Linked DNA regions of Mus musculus: region 2 is linked to region 1. The links are chromatin contacts, called in public promoter capture Hi-C maps. All regions are on one chromosome and are shown on one strand. Each heading gives the region's core, a stretch centred on a gene start, on an enhancer-like site or on the middle of the called end of the contact. The rest is flanking DNA. Distances are from core to core; before and after follow the strand shown.

Region 1 (5,822 bases), core at 576-3,075:
GTTCCCTCAGAATCCACCATGCCTCCCAATGAGGCCAAGAAGATTGTACCTGGGGTCTGGGGAGATGGCTCAGAGGAGGGCCAGGCACTGGATGCTCTTGCAGAGGACCTGGGCTCACTTCCCAGATTTATTTGGTGGCTCACAAAAACCAACAACAATTTGTTGTTGTTTATTTTTCAAGACGGGATCTCACCACTGAGCTCTGACTATCATGGAACTCACTCTGTAGACCAGGCTAGCCAAAAAAAAAAAAAAAAAAAAAAAAAAAAAAAAAAACACAGAGGTCCAACTTCCTCTGACCCCAGAGTGCTGGGATCAAAGGCCTGTGACACTACACCTGGCTGACCAAAAGGAATTTAAAGCAGCTGACACTTTGTGCTGAGGGCTCACCTCTGACCTGGAATGACACAACTTTGGTCAGTGGAACTTCCCGCTCCTGTTTCTTTAAGGAAAGAACTGTGTTACTGCCCAGAGTGTGCTCTCAGCCACAGCATTGGGCAGGATCCTTTTTTTTTTTTTCCATTCATTTCTTCATCTGTTTTAGGGTTTTTTCCCCCTCACACTCTGGAGTGAATCCAGCTGTAGTGTAGCCCAGGATGGACCAGCCTCCACTATCCATCCTCCTGCATCAGCCTCTGCCTGCTGAACTGCTAGGGCCACCCACAATGCTGTTTTTCTTCCCTGTTTTCCTGCATGTGAAGGGCTAATGACCTAGAAGCCCCAGGCAGTCTGAGTGACTCCCTGCAGGAGGAGATATGGTGCTGATGTCAGTGTGCAGTGAGGATCAGGGAGGCCAACGGGGTAAGCACCCCACCAAAATCCACCAGCTTGGGGAAGCAGGACTAGGTCTGCAGACCCCCAAAGGTCCCATTTCCACCCTAATCCCCTGGAGCTCCCTGTGCCCGGTGAGCAGTCTCCACTAGCAATGGCTTCCTTCCTGGAGATGCATAAAGGCCAATCCTGCTCTTGCAGAAGGCCAGACTCTTTATTTCCTCATCGAAGTACATCCTGGTTAATGCTCGGGTGTGCACATGTGAGTATACACTTGTTTGTGTATTTGTGTGCATATGTGCACAGGCAAGCTCAGGAGTGTATTTAGTGTGTGCATGCCCTGTGCGTGTGCATGTGAATGTGTGTGTGTGTGTGTGTGTGTGTGTGTGTTTGGGACCTGCCATGTCAGTTCTCAGAATTGGAACTGGAAGCACAGCCCGAGCTCTTAAACTCTGAGCCCTCTCTCTGCCCTCTAAACAAGAGATGAGAAGATGGAGGCAGGGGTTGGAGGGCATCAAACTGTTTTGATGAGGCCTTGGGTATGTCACCCAAAGGTGATTTTCAACCTTGCCAGGGCCCTGAAAGACAGCTCATTTTAATAGTCACTGCTGACCTGTACTGTCCCCAGCTTGGTGGTACGGCCTGTACTTCACCCTTGGGGATGCCCAGACCCCACCCTCACCCAGACCCCCTGCACCACAGGGGAAAATGTAGGGTGTGAGTAGGAGAGGGGGCTTCTGGGAAGTCTGAGCTTTCTGTTAGAATTGTCTGTAATCCTAGACCTGCAAGTCCAGAGGTAAAGGAAAAACAAAACCTGGGGAGGTGCTGTTCTTAAAAAGAAAAAAAAAAAAAGCAGTTCCGCCTAAAACGTTTGCAGGAGATGGAAGCCGAGCTCAGGAGCCACCAGCCACCTTCTGTGGTTTCCTGATTCCGTTTCCCTTCTTCTACGTGCACAGATTGTTCCTAAAACGTACCGTGTAACAGCCTTTTTTCCAGAAGAAATCCCGAGAAAGCCAGGTCAGTTTCCTTACACATTCTTCCCTGGGCCGGATCTTAAGAAAGCTCAGGCTTGGATGGGGAGGTACCTGTTCAGAAGCCCTAACGCCATTGGCTGCTCGGGCCTGGATGATTTGCATATCCGCGCCCTTCCCGGGAAATGGAAACTGAAAGTCCCATTTCTGCTTCAGCCAGCCTAGGAGACACAGGACCTGCTGGCTGCAGAGGTAAAAGCTGGACCTAGGATGGAGCAGGATCTGAGGAGCATCCCGGCCTCGAAGCTTGATAAGTTCATAGAGAACCATCTCCCGGACACCAGCTTCTGTGCTGACCTCAGAGAAGTCATAGATGCCCTGTGTGCTCTCCTGAAGGACAGATCCTTCCGGGGCCCCGTCCGCCGAATGAGGGCCTCTAAAGGGGTCAAGGTGAGCCTTCCTCAGCCTGAGCTGGCCGAGATGAGGTGGGACAGGACTTTCAGAAGCCAGGCTGCAACCCTGATCCCTCCTCTTAATTCTGATCACAGCTGGCGATGGGTTCTTCCCCCCAAGTCCCACATCTGTATTGGAGAAGGAGCCTCAGCTACAGTTTATGTTCCCCACTCCCAGGCCATGTCCATTTCAGAGTCGGGGAAACTGAGGCCCAGAATGGCAAAGCAGTTTTCTGGAAAGTGGAGGGGCAGGTGGTGGGGCAGTGGTAATACAACCTTTGCACTGCTGTGTGACTTAGGGTAACTTAACTACCTTCTCCATGTCCAGTGTTCCACGCCCCAGGAATGATAAGGTCACATAGACTAAGTCAAATGTGACACGGAGGACAGACCAGGACTCGCCTGCTATGTGACTGGATTGATGGACCCTCTCTGGACTCGGTTCCCGGGCTGTCTGTCAAATCACATTTCATGACACTGGTACTTAACTCTCAGACTCTGTGAAGGGTGCAGAAATGAAGTTGTTTTCTTGTTTTCAGTTGACTGTATTTCTACATTTTTAGTTGTGAGTGGGGCTCTGTATGTGTTAGTGCAGGTTTGGTCAGAATTGAAAAGGGGGTGTCAGATCCCTTAGAGCTGCAGTTACATAGGTGGCTCTGAGCTGGCCTGCTTGGGTGCTGGGAACTAAACTGAGGTCATCAGCAGGAACAGCAGGCAGTTTTAGCTACTGACCCACCTCTCCATCCGGAGATGTGACAATTTGTAATGCCCTCTCTCAACAGTAGCTGATGCTCATGTGTGTTAGTGATGATTCTAAGCATTTTATTTAGGGAGGCTTTGTTCAGCATGAATTCTTCTTTTTATGATATTTGTTTTACAGACTTGGATCACCTTTATTGTTTTTTTCAGTTTCTCTATGATGTTATATGTTATTCTATATCACACAAGGCCATCTTCTCTTTAATGATGTCACTTGCGCATATTTCCTCCCAGCTAACAATGCCAACCATGGGACTATGGCTACATTCTCATATATCTGTATTAATTTAGTCATAGTCTCCTTCCAATCTCTACTATCCTTTACCTCCCACCAGACCCTCCCCAGAGATTCACTCTCTGATGGTATGTCACATGTGTGCAGCTAATGTGGGCACTGCATGAGTGCTACTGTACCCTTCCCAAACTCTTCTGTGCTTGTTTCATTTAGACCTCTCCCCCACTCCCATACACAGCCCCCCCCCCCACACACACACTTGAACACACAGAGACTCCACAGATGAACATGGATATTTTCCCTTCACGGTGTGGTTTATCTTCTGTATCAAGAGGAGATCCAGCACCCTCTATTTTCCTACATAGATTCTGATGTCACTCTTCAGGGCTGACTAATATTCTCCTGCACATCTAGCAGCTTGCTCCATCCATCCAACCATCCATCCATCCATCCATCCATCTATCACCTTGGTGATGGACTCCAGTTCAGCATCTGGACCTCCCAGCATGGCTCTCCCTGTCCTTTGTCATTCTCTTTCTTGTCTTTCAGGGCAAAGGCACCGCGCTCAAGGGCAGGTCAGACGCTGACCTGGTGGTGTTCCTTAACAATCTCACCAGCTTTGAGGATCAGTTAAACCAACAGGGAGTGTTGATTAAGGAAATTAAGAAACAGCTGTGCGAGGTTCAGCATGAGAGACGTTGTGGAGTGAAGTTTGAGGTCCACAGTTTAAGGAGTCCCAACTCCCGGGCTCTGAGCTTCAAGCTGAGCGCCCCCGACCTGCTGAAGGAGGTGAAGTTTGATGTGCTGCCAGCCTATGATTTACTGGGTAAGGCAGCCTGCCAGAGAGCCTCAGCTCACCCTTCTGCATGCCTTCATCCTCCCTTCTAGTTCCACCTCTGTGTGTGTGCACATGTGTGTTGCGTAGGTGTTCTCTTGTGTGTGGGTGTGATCCGGAACCATGGCTAACTCATCTCAAGAGTCATCCATCTTTTTTGAGACCTTGTCTCTCCCTGGTTCAGAATTCACACTTGAGCCTGACTGGCTGGGAAGAGCCCCAGGGACCCTCAGAGTCTCCCCCTTCTCAGTTCTGAGATTACAATCCTACACCACCAACACTGGCTTTTTCTCTGAGTTCTGGGATTCCGACGGGGGTCCTCATGCTTGCGAGCCAAGCACGTTACAGACTGAGCTATCTCCCCAGCCCACACCTTCCATCCCTGAACTGAAAACCATTATCATTTGAGAAATTCAACTAAAGAGAATGTCTCTTTAAAGCTGCGCTGGGGAGGAGGGATTTTGGAAATTTGGTAGCGGGGAGACAGAATCCATCCCACAGGGACATTGAGCAGCCTGCTGGCTCACTTAGGGGAGGGAGTCAAACTAGATGCTCCCTCAGCATACCAGTCCTACTCACGGCTAGCTGTGGGTTTTGTCTTCTTAAACATGAGACAGTGTAGACTTCACTGAAAATAACAAACTCGCGAATCTTCTCCCTCAGAGCTGTTCAGAGACCTGGGGTGTCTGCAGGAGAGTTTGCACAGGACGCAGATCTCATCGGAGCTCTGGCCCCTCAGTAAAACTGCAGATGCAGCCACCCAACTCACACATGCACACACATTTTATAACATTACACATTAAAAGATCTTATCTTTTGACAAAAATCTCAATTATTCAATTTTACCAATGAAGACTTGCAAAGCCAGATACTGTGGTAAAATCCTGCTAGCTCAGGGAGGCAGAGAAAGCACCTAGCTGACCTTCCTCCTGAGCCAGAATGTTCCAGAATGCATCCCCTTCTCATGCTATCTCATAACCTCTTTCAAATGGAATGTCCCTCCCCTCTACTTCCTGTGGGTCTCTCTATCCCTCCTTCTGACTCCCTCTTACTCTCTGTGGTTCCTTCTTAGTAATCCCATGTTCGCTTCTGGTCAGCTGGTTGCTTGCTCTGCCTCTTGATCTATGATTGGCTTTATTTAATCCTGTTTACAATATTCAAGCAGAAAGCTCCTGGATTAAGGGTGTGTGCTAAGGCTGAGCCACCACACCTAAAACCAGGTTTTTCCAATAAACAACTCAATCTCAGGGTTCACAGTGTGATCAAATATCCTGCAACAATCTTTTACCAGGCCTGATACAGCATGCGTCGCCAAAATTACAGATTGTCCAACTCAGGAAACACTCCTGAGAGCACAGTGGGATCTTGGGGGAGCTTAGAGAATACTTGAGGCTTTACATTTGGGGGAAGCACAGCACCCCCTGTTGGCCACTGTGTGAACTTCTGCTGTTAACTTAGTGACAAGGCCACTAGCCCTTGGCTTAGGAGAGCCGTGGAAACAGTCCAGAGTCTCAGGCAGCAGGGACTGAGAGGGCCAGCCTGGGAGTAGGACCAGGGCAGCCTGCTGTGGGAAGCTGCAAGAGGCTTAGAACCTTGTTCAGTGGAGGGGGATCAGAGTGGGTGACCAGAAATGATCTGTGACAGCAGGTCCCACAGAAGCCTGTCTGGGTCATGGATTTCCTCAGCCTCAGCAGCTTTCCAGTGGTGAGGGGCTCTACCACAGAAGGACTGCCTGTGGGCAACAGCCAAAGAGAGGATCATAGCCACAGCCCTATAGAAGATGACATAAGCAATGAGCC
Region 2 (5,969 bases), core at 494-2,993, 330 kb after region 1:
TATCAAAAGAAAAAAAAAGAGGCAGATGGACAGGCTAGACTCTTTTTTTTTTTTTTAAGATTTACTTATTTTTATTTATATGAGCACACTGTAGCTATCTTCAGACACACCAGAAGAAGGCATCAGATCCCATTACAGATGGTCGTGAGCCACCATGTGGTTGCTGGGAATTGAACTCAGGACCTCTGGAAGAGCAGTCAGTGCTCTTAACTGCTAAGCCATCTCTCCAGCCCACAGGCCAGACTCTTAAGAACACTAACATGCTGACTAAATGGTTAGGAGCTCACGGCACCTGCAGGAGGAGTGTGCTGCAACCACAACCCTCAGAGCCCCCAGAGCTGCAAGGAACTGCTGACTGACACAGGCTAGAGGCACTACTCCTGCTTCAGCACAGAGCTCTATCACTGTGTGCAAGGATGGAAGGCACAGTAATGCACTTTATGTATTTAGCAGTATTGGCGATGGCACCCAGAGCCCTCCCACAATGTTGAGATGTGCTCAGCCATCTCAACCACAGCACCCTAAGATGAAATGGTAGGGGAAGGAAACCAACAGAGCAAACAACAGGAATGTAATCTCATCTCACCATGTATAAAGGCTCACACATGCCATGTGTGTAGAGAGCAGACAGCCCTGCAGAGTCGGCTCTCCATGCAGTGAATATCCATAACAATGCACCTGTACTGCACATGTGCAGACTTCCCTATGTTCAAGGCCTTCCTGGGCTACATGAAGACCACAGGAGGAATGAGTAGTTCTTATTCAAGGAACATGAGAATCTACAGGCTTCATGTCTAAGACCAAGTGCCCTGGGATGCTTAGGCATGGGTACACTATGTGAAGAGTCAATGGCCACTGCACACTATCCATGGATGTGCTCCCAGAGCACAGACAACAAATCCAATCAAAGTGAGGCTCCTGCGTGGCCACCCTCTTCACTCTGGACACCTTCCATTCTGGGAGACTGAGCAGCAAGGAGAGGGAGCTGTGCACATCCCCATCCCAGAACTGGGGAGGAGGGGGCAGGAAGAACAGGATTCTAACCTGCAGTGGTTATTCCTGGTTGTCAACTTGACCATATGAAATGAATGAACTCCAATCCAGAATTGGAAGGCTCACCAAGCATCCCGACTTCTACAAACTGTGATTAGGGCAGGGGCTGTTGGGGACTGTGGCAGGAGGGAGACACTGACCACAGTACATATCTTCAGACATAACATCTTCCACGGGCTCTGGAAGCCTCATGCCCAGCACTGGACTGGACAAGGTAGAGCAAACTTGAACTCTGCTGAGAGTAGACTCCACCACCTCAGCATGCACTGTGGGGTGCTGGGCACACTAACCAACTAACCATGACAATCATCCCATAGCATTTCCACACACAAAATACACTGTACACTCTCAATACATAGACACAGTATTTTTGTTTTGAGGCAGAGTCTCATTATATAGCCCTGACTGGCCTGGAACTCACAGAAATCCCCCTGCCTCTGTGTCTCTGCACTATAGGAATTAAAGGCATGTGCCACCATGCCCAGCTAGCCTTGATTCTGTAAGTTCCCAGTGAAGAAACCTCACCATCATCTTCTCAAGAGGCAGAGCTGACCTGACTGTCCTGAATCAACTTAGCCCTAAGGTACTGGAGTGGTGCAGAAGGGCCTGGCACAGCACAGCCTGAGTCTCAGCTGCAGGGTGCAACTGACAGCTCCTGGAATGTCCCAAGTATGGAGCAAGAGCAATAGTATGACATAGAAACTATTCCAGATGAAAGACAGGAAACAAACATGAATGCTATACACACCATGTGACCCTGACCACAGCAAGACAAACTGGAAAAATCTGAATGTGGAGTATGGCCTACTTTAGCTTTTTGAGTTGTGTTTATGTCTGTGTGTGCACATGAGGAAGTCACCATGAGGTGTGTGTGTGTGTACTCGCGCACACACACACATGCACTGGATCCCTTAGAGGTGGAGTTACCTGCAGTTTTGAGCCCTCTGCCATCATGTCCTCTATAAAAACAGTGTGTATCCTTAACCTCTGAGCTGTATTTCCAAGACATATGTTTAATTTCTTGTTTGGTTGTGGTTTTATCAAGAAAAGGTCTAACATAGCCCAGGCTAGACTGGAATTCCCAGCCTTCTTGCCTCAAGCTACATAAGTGCTCACACATGCTGGGCAAGCTTGTGTGCTGTACTGGGATGGACCCCAGGAGCCTAGTAAATGCTCACACGCTGGGCTCCAGCCCTGACCTGCAGATTATACAGAGCTTTCAATTTGCTCCCCCAACTTAGTAACTGAATCATGATGATGTAACAGAACATCTTTTTTTAAAAAATATATACCAATGCACTTAGAAGCAAAGAGGTACAGACTCATGTAAGTTATAAACATTCCCTTTTTAAATATTATGTATATTAAATAAAGTTTGAAGAAAAAAATAAATGCTTGTGTTCAGAAGTTGAGTAAAAGAAATACCACGCACTCCACACACTGCTTTTGCAAATAAAGTACTTACTAATATAAATGGAAAATTAAAAAAAAAAAAAAAACAAAAAAAAAACCTCTCAACAAATCTGCAGTGGCACAGCTGGGCACTGGTGGTGCCACTTTTGATCCCGGTGCTTGCGGGGCAGAGGCAGGCAGATCTTTGTGAGTTTGAAGCCAGCCTGGTCCACAGAGTAAGTTCCAGGATAGCAAGGGCTGTACAGACAAAGAAACTCTGTCTTGAAATAACAAACAAAAAGCCCTGCAGCACAAGAGGCAGTCTTAATAAGCCACTCAGGACTGTCCCTACGGTGCTCTGTCCCGTTCTCTGCTCGCCCCTCTGTGTATCTCTTTCTTGCTGGCCCGCTTCCTCTGTTTCACTCCGCCTCTTTCCCCACGGTTCTCCACCCAACTGCCACTTTGTTTTCATTTAGCAATTCTTTTACTCCCAAAGGGCTTAACTCATCCAAAGTTGGAAGATGGCTACATTTTGAACTAATTCATTATACTAAATGAGTTTTGTCCTGTTGCTTAATTTAAGAATCCGCTGGGCTTGGGCTGGAGCCATATAGTGCAGTGGTTAAGGACGCAAGTGCTTCTGCAGATGAAAGCTAAGTTCCCATCAGCAACCCTGGGCAGTGCACATCCTGGTGCAAGGGGTCTGATTCCTCCTCCTTCTACACATGGACACAGGCTCACACACATTGAAATTCAATTTAAAAATAAGCAGGGAGACAGGTAGTTGACTGTTTTGTGTGCAGTTGACTCTTTTGTGTGCAGTGGTAGTTTTCTTTTTCACTGTTGCTTTGTTGTTTTTGCAATATCGTCCTATATAGCTCTCACTAACCTGGAACTCAATACACAGCCAAAGACAACCTTGAATTTCTGATCCCATCTTGGTCTCGCAAGTGCTGAGATTCAGGCACATGCCAGCACTTCAGGTTTACATGGGGCCAACCATAGCTCTGTGTATACTAGGCAAGTTCCAAACCAAGTGAGCTACACCCCCAGCCCAAACCATACACGCAGAAATGTATGTTTATTTTTGAGACATAGGCCTCACTATGTAGCTCTGGCTGTCCTAGAGCATACTACGTAAACAAGGCTGACCTTGAACTTAGAGATTAGTCCTTTCTCTGGGTGCTGGCCTCAAAGGCTTGTTCCACCACAACCCATCCCTCCTATATACTTTTTTAACACCAAAGTTCCAAGTTCCAAAATCTGAGTTAATACAATTGCAAAGTGCTAACACATACTAGTATCAAAATGAATTAGCTGAATGAATGACTGTATGAATGAATGATTGTATGTATGAATGAATGAGTGAGCGAGTCAGTGAGTGCAAGCTTGCATCCTTCAGGTGGAATCAGCAGGACACTCACTTGTTAACATGTAAGTAACTGAAACACATGCTTTGTGTCCCCATCAGTAAATACTCCTTCCCCACAATCAACCAAGTTACTAAATAAGATTCTTTTCCCCCAAAATTATTTCCTAAATCCAACTTACAGCCTCAGTCTTAATAGTCTCAGTGCCAGGAAGCAATATGAAGGCTCCAAGCAGCAGTCCCTCAATGGGGAGCAGCCAAAGACCCTCAATCCCAACTCAAATACAAACCCAAATGGTACAGAGGACTTCTCCCGACAAGATGACAGAATCTCCTGAATGTTTCTGACCAGGCTGAGCAACCATGTGCTAGCTCTTTATTTATTCCCTGAGCATCTCTTCTAAACTATGAGTGGTCCCAATTAAGTGTAAACTGGGAGACATGTATAAAAGAACTTTAGGGCAGCCATCCAGGTTCAGAGGTGGGAGGTACAGGTCAGTGGTGCAGTGCTAACTTAGTGTGCATGAGGCTCTGGGGTGCAGCTCAGGGGCAGAGTTCTGAGCTAGCGTGCATGAGGCCGTACGTAGGTTTGCTCTTTAACACCACAAAAAAAAAAAACAAAAAACTGCTTACATTGAATTCATATTTAAAAAATTAAAGTTGGGGATGGGTGGCTTGTTAATCAATCATGTGACCTCCTGACCCCGCGTCTACTTGAGTACCTAAACTCAGGAAGGGGCCCGCCTCTGGCTCTCAAGGAGGATGGTGCGGTTCTCCCTACTCTTCCAGGCCAGCATGGTGGCGCACACCTTTAATCATAACATTTGTGAGGCAGAGCAGGTGCATCTTTGAGTTCAAGGCCAGCCTGATCTACAAACTGATTTCAGGTCAGCCAGGGCTATACAGCGAGATGATCACTGTTTTTTTTTTTTAAGCTACTCATTAAGAGACAGCCTGCTACCCTATGACACGCACCAAGTCCCCTCTCCTGGGCTTTTGGAAAGCAATAGCAATAAAAAGGACAACCGTGGTTGGTGTTTAGACACCACCCATCTGCTGCAGCACAACAGGGTTTGGGAAAGGAATAAGAAAAGCTCCCCAAAAGAACGGCTCTCCTCATCTCCCTCAGCTTGGCGCATCCTAATTAGCTCAGCTTTGTGTCTGTTATGAATAGTCTCACATGGAAAGGCTCCAACTGCACACTCTTCATTATGCATAGCTTATTAAAATTGAAATTCACTGTTTCAATGCAGCCAAATTAGTGGCTCAAACTGCCACGCTCTATTAGAAATAAGGCATTCATTTTACAAGGCAGAATCAGAATAGATCAATCTAGAGCAAAGCTGAAATGGCTGGAAACTGTGGACCCTGAGTTCTAAGCCTAGCATATGAAAGTCACTTCCTCTTTGTAAGGCAGAGCCGACTGCCGCTCATGATGATGGCACCACACTTCCCTCAACTGGGAGGCAGTGGATGCTGACCACAGCTTACAGGGAGGCCAACTGTCAACATTTTCCAGATGAAGAGAGCGAGTCCAGACAGGAGCTGAGCCATGTGTCAGAGCCTCATTCCATACCTGCTCCTCCTCGATCCGGCGCTGCAGCGTCTCTATGTAGTGCTGGACAGCCATGTAGATAAACCGGTACTGTGCTTCTGTCTGGACCATCCCCGACCTCTGGGACCGCACCATCTGAATGGTTTTAGGAACGTCGATGTCACAGTCCACACCTGCAAAGCACAGACCCTAAAGCTGCAGGAGCACCGCCTGCCACAGCAAGGACAGAGAGCCGGTCCTTCCCATCAACTAGCCATGCGGGTGCAGGGCAGAACTCCTGAGTCAACACGCATAACAATGCCAGCAAATGCCAGGACAATGCCCCAGGAGCCCCTCGCTCCCCAAGAATGCCACCCAACACCAGGGCAGGAGGGACCATGTGACACAGGTGACAGAAGAGACAGTGATGGGACCAAAGTGCTAGGACTATTTTTAGCAAAACACATTGAAAGTGAATCTCATCCGTATTTCCATAACTGCTTCTTTCTCCTGCAAATTCTCTCTCGCAGGCTACGTTTCCTGGCACCTCCTGTCACAAACTTGAACAGGAATTGCGGCTTCTTGTCCTCCAATGACCTACCTTTCTCTCGAATGATGTCA

The links. Promoter capture Hi-C pulls out the DNA fragments that hold promoters and counts their contacts.
Region 2: a promoter capture Hi-C map of the HPC-7 cell line shows a contact between it and region 1, with 2.9 times the contacts expected there. The contact joins the enhancer-like site here to the promoter of Oas1c in region 1. A contact is called at or near these places in 5 of 39 promoter capture datasets (the 3T3-L1 cell line, 3T3-L1-derived adipocytes, the HPC-7 cell line and 1 more), 2 of 115 datasets of contacts at active chromatin or transcription factors (the NIH/3T3 cell line and trophoblast stem cells) and 1 of 9 other capture datasets (embryonic stem cells).

What each region holds. Positions count from the first base shown.
Region 1 is chr5:120,810,689-120,816,510 of GRCm38.p6, forward strand. It overlaps Oas1c (2'-5' oligoadenylate synthetase 1C), which reads right to left and starts at 1,826. Exons shown (of 7, transcript NM_033541.4): 1 at 1,746-1,826. It also overlaps the pseudogene Oas1b.
Region 2 is chr5:121,137,613-121,143,581 of GRCm38.p6, forward strand. Ptpn11 (protein tyrosine phosphatase, non-receptor type 11) reads right to left here. Exons shown (of 16, transcript NM_001109992.1): 12 at 5,950-5,969; 13 at 5,391-5,542. Among named protein-coding and RNA genes, the nearest start is that of Ptpn11, 51 kb to the right of the region's middle. Within about 2 kb of position 1,744, at least 10 of the 459 cell types and tissues checked have an H3K27ac peak or open chromatin away from gene starts, as enhancers often do.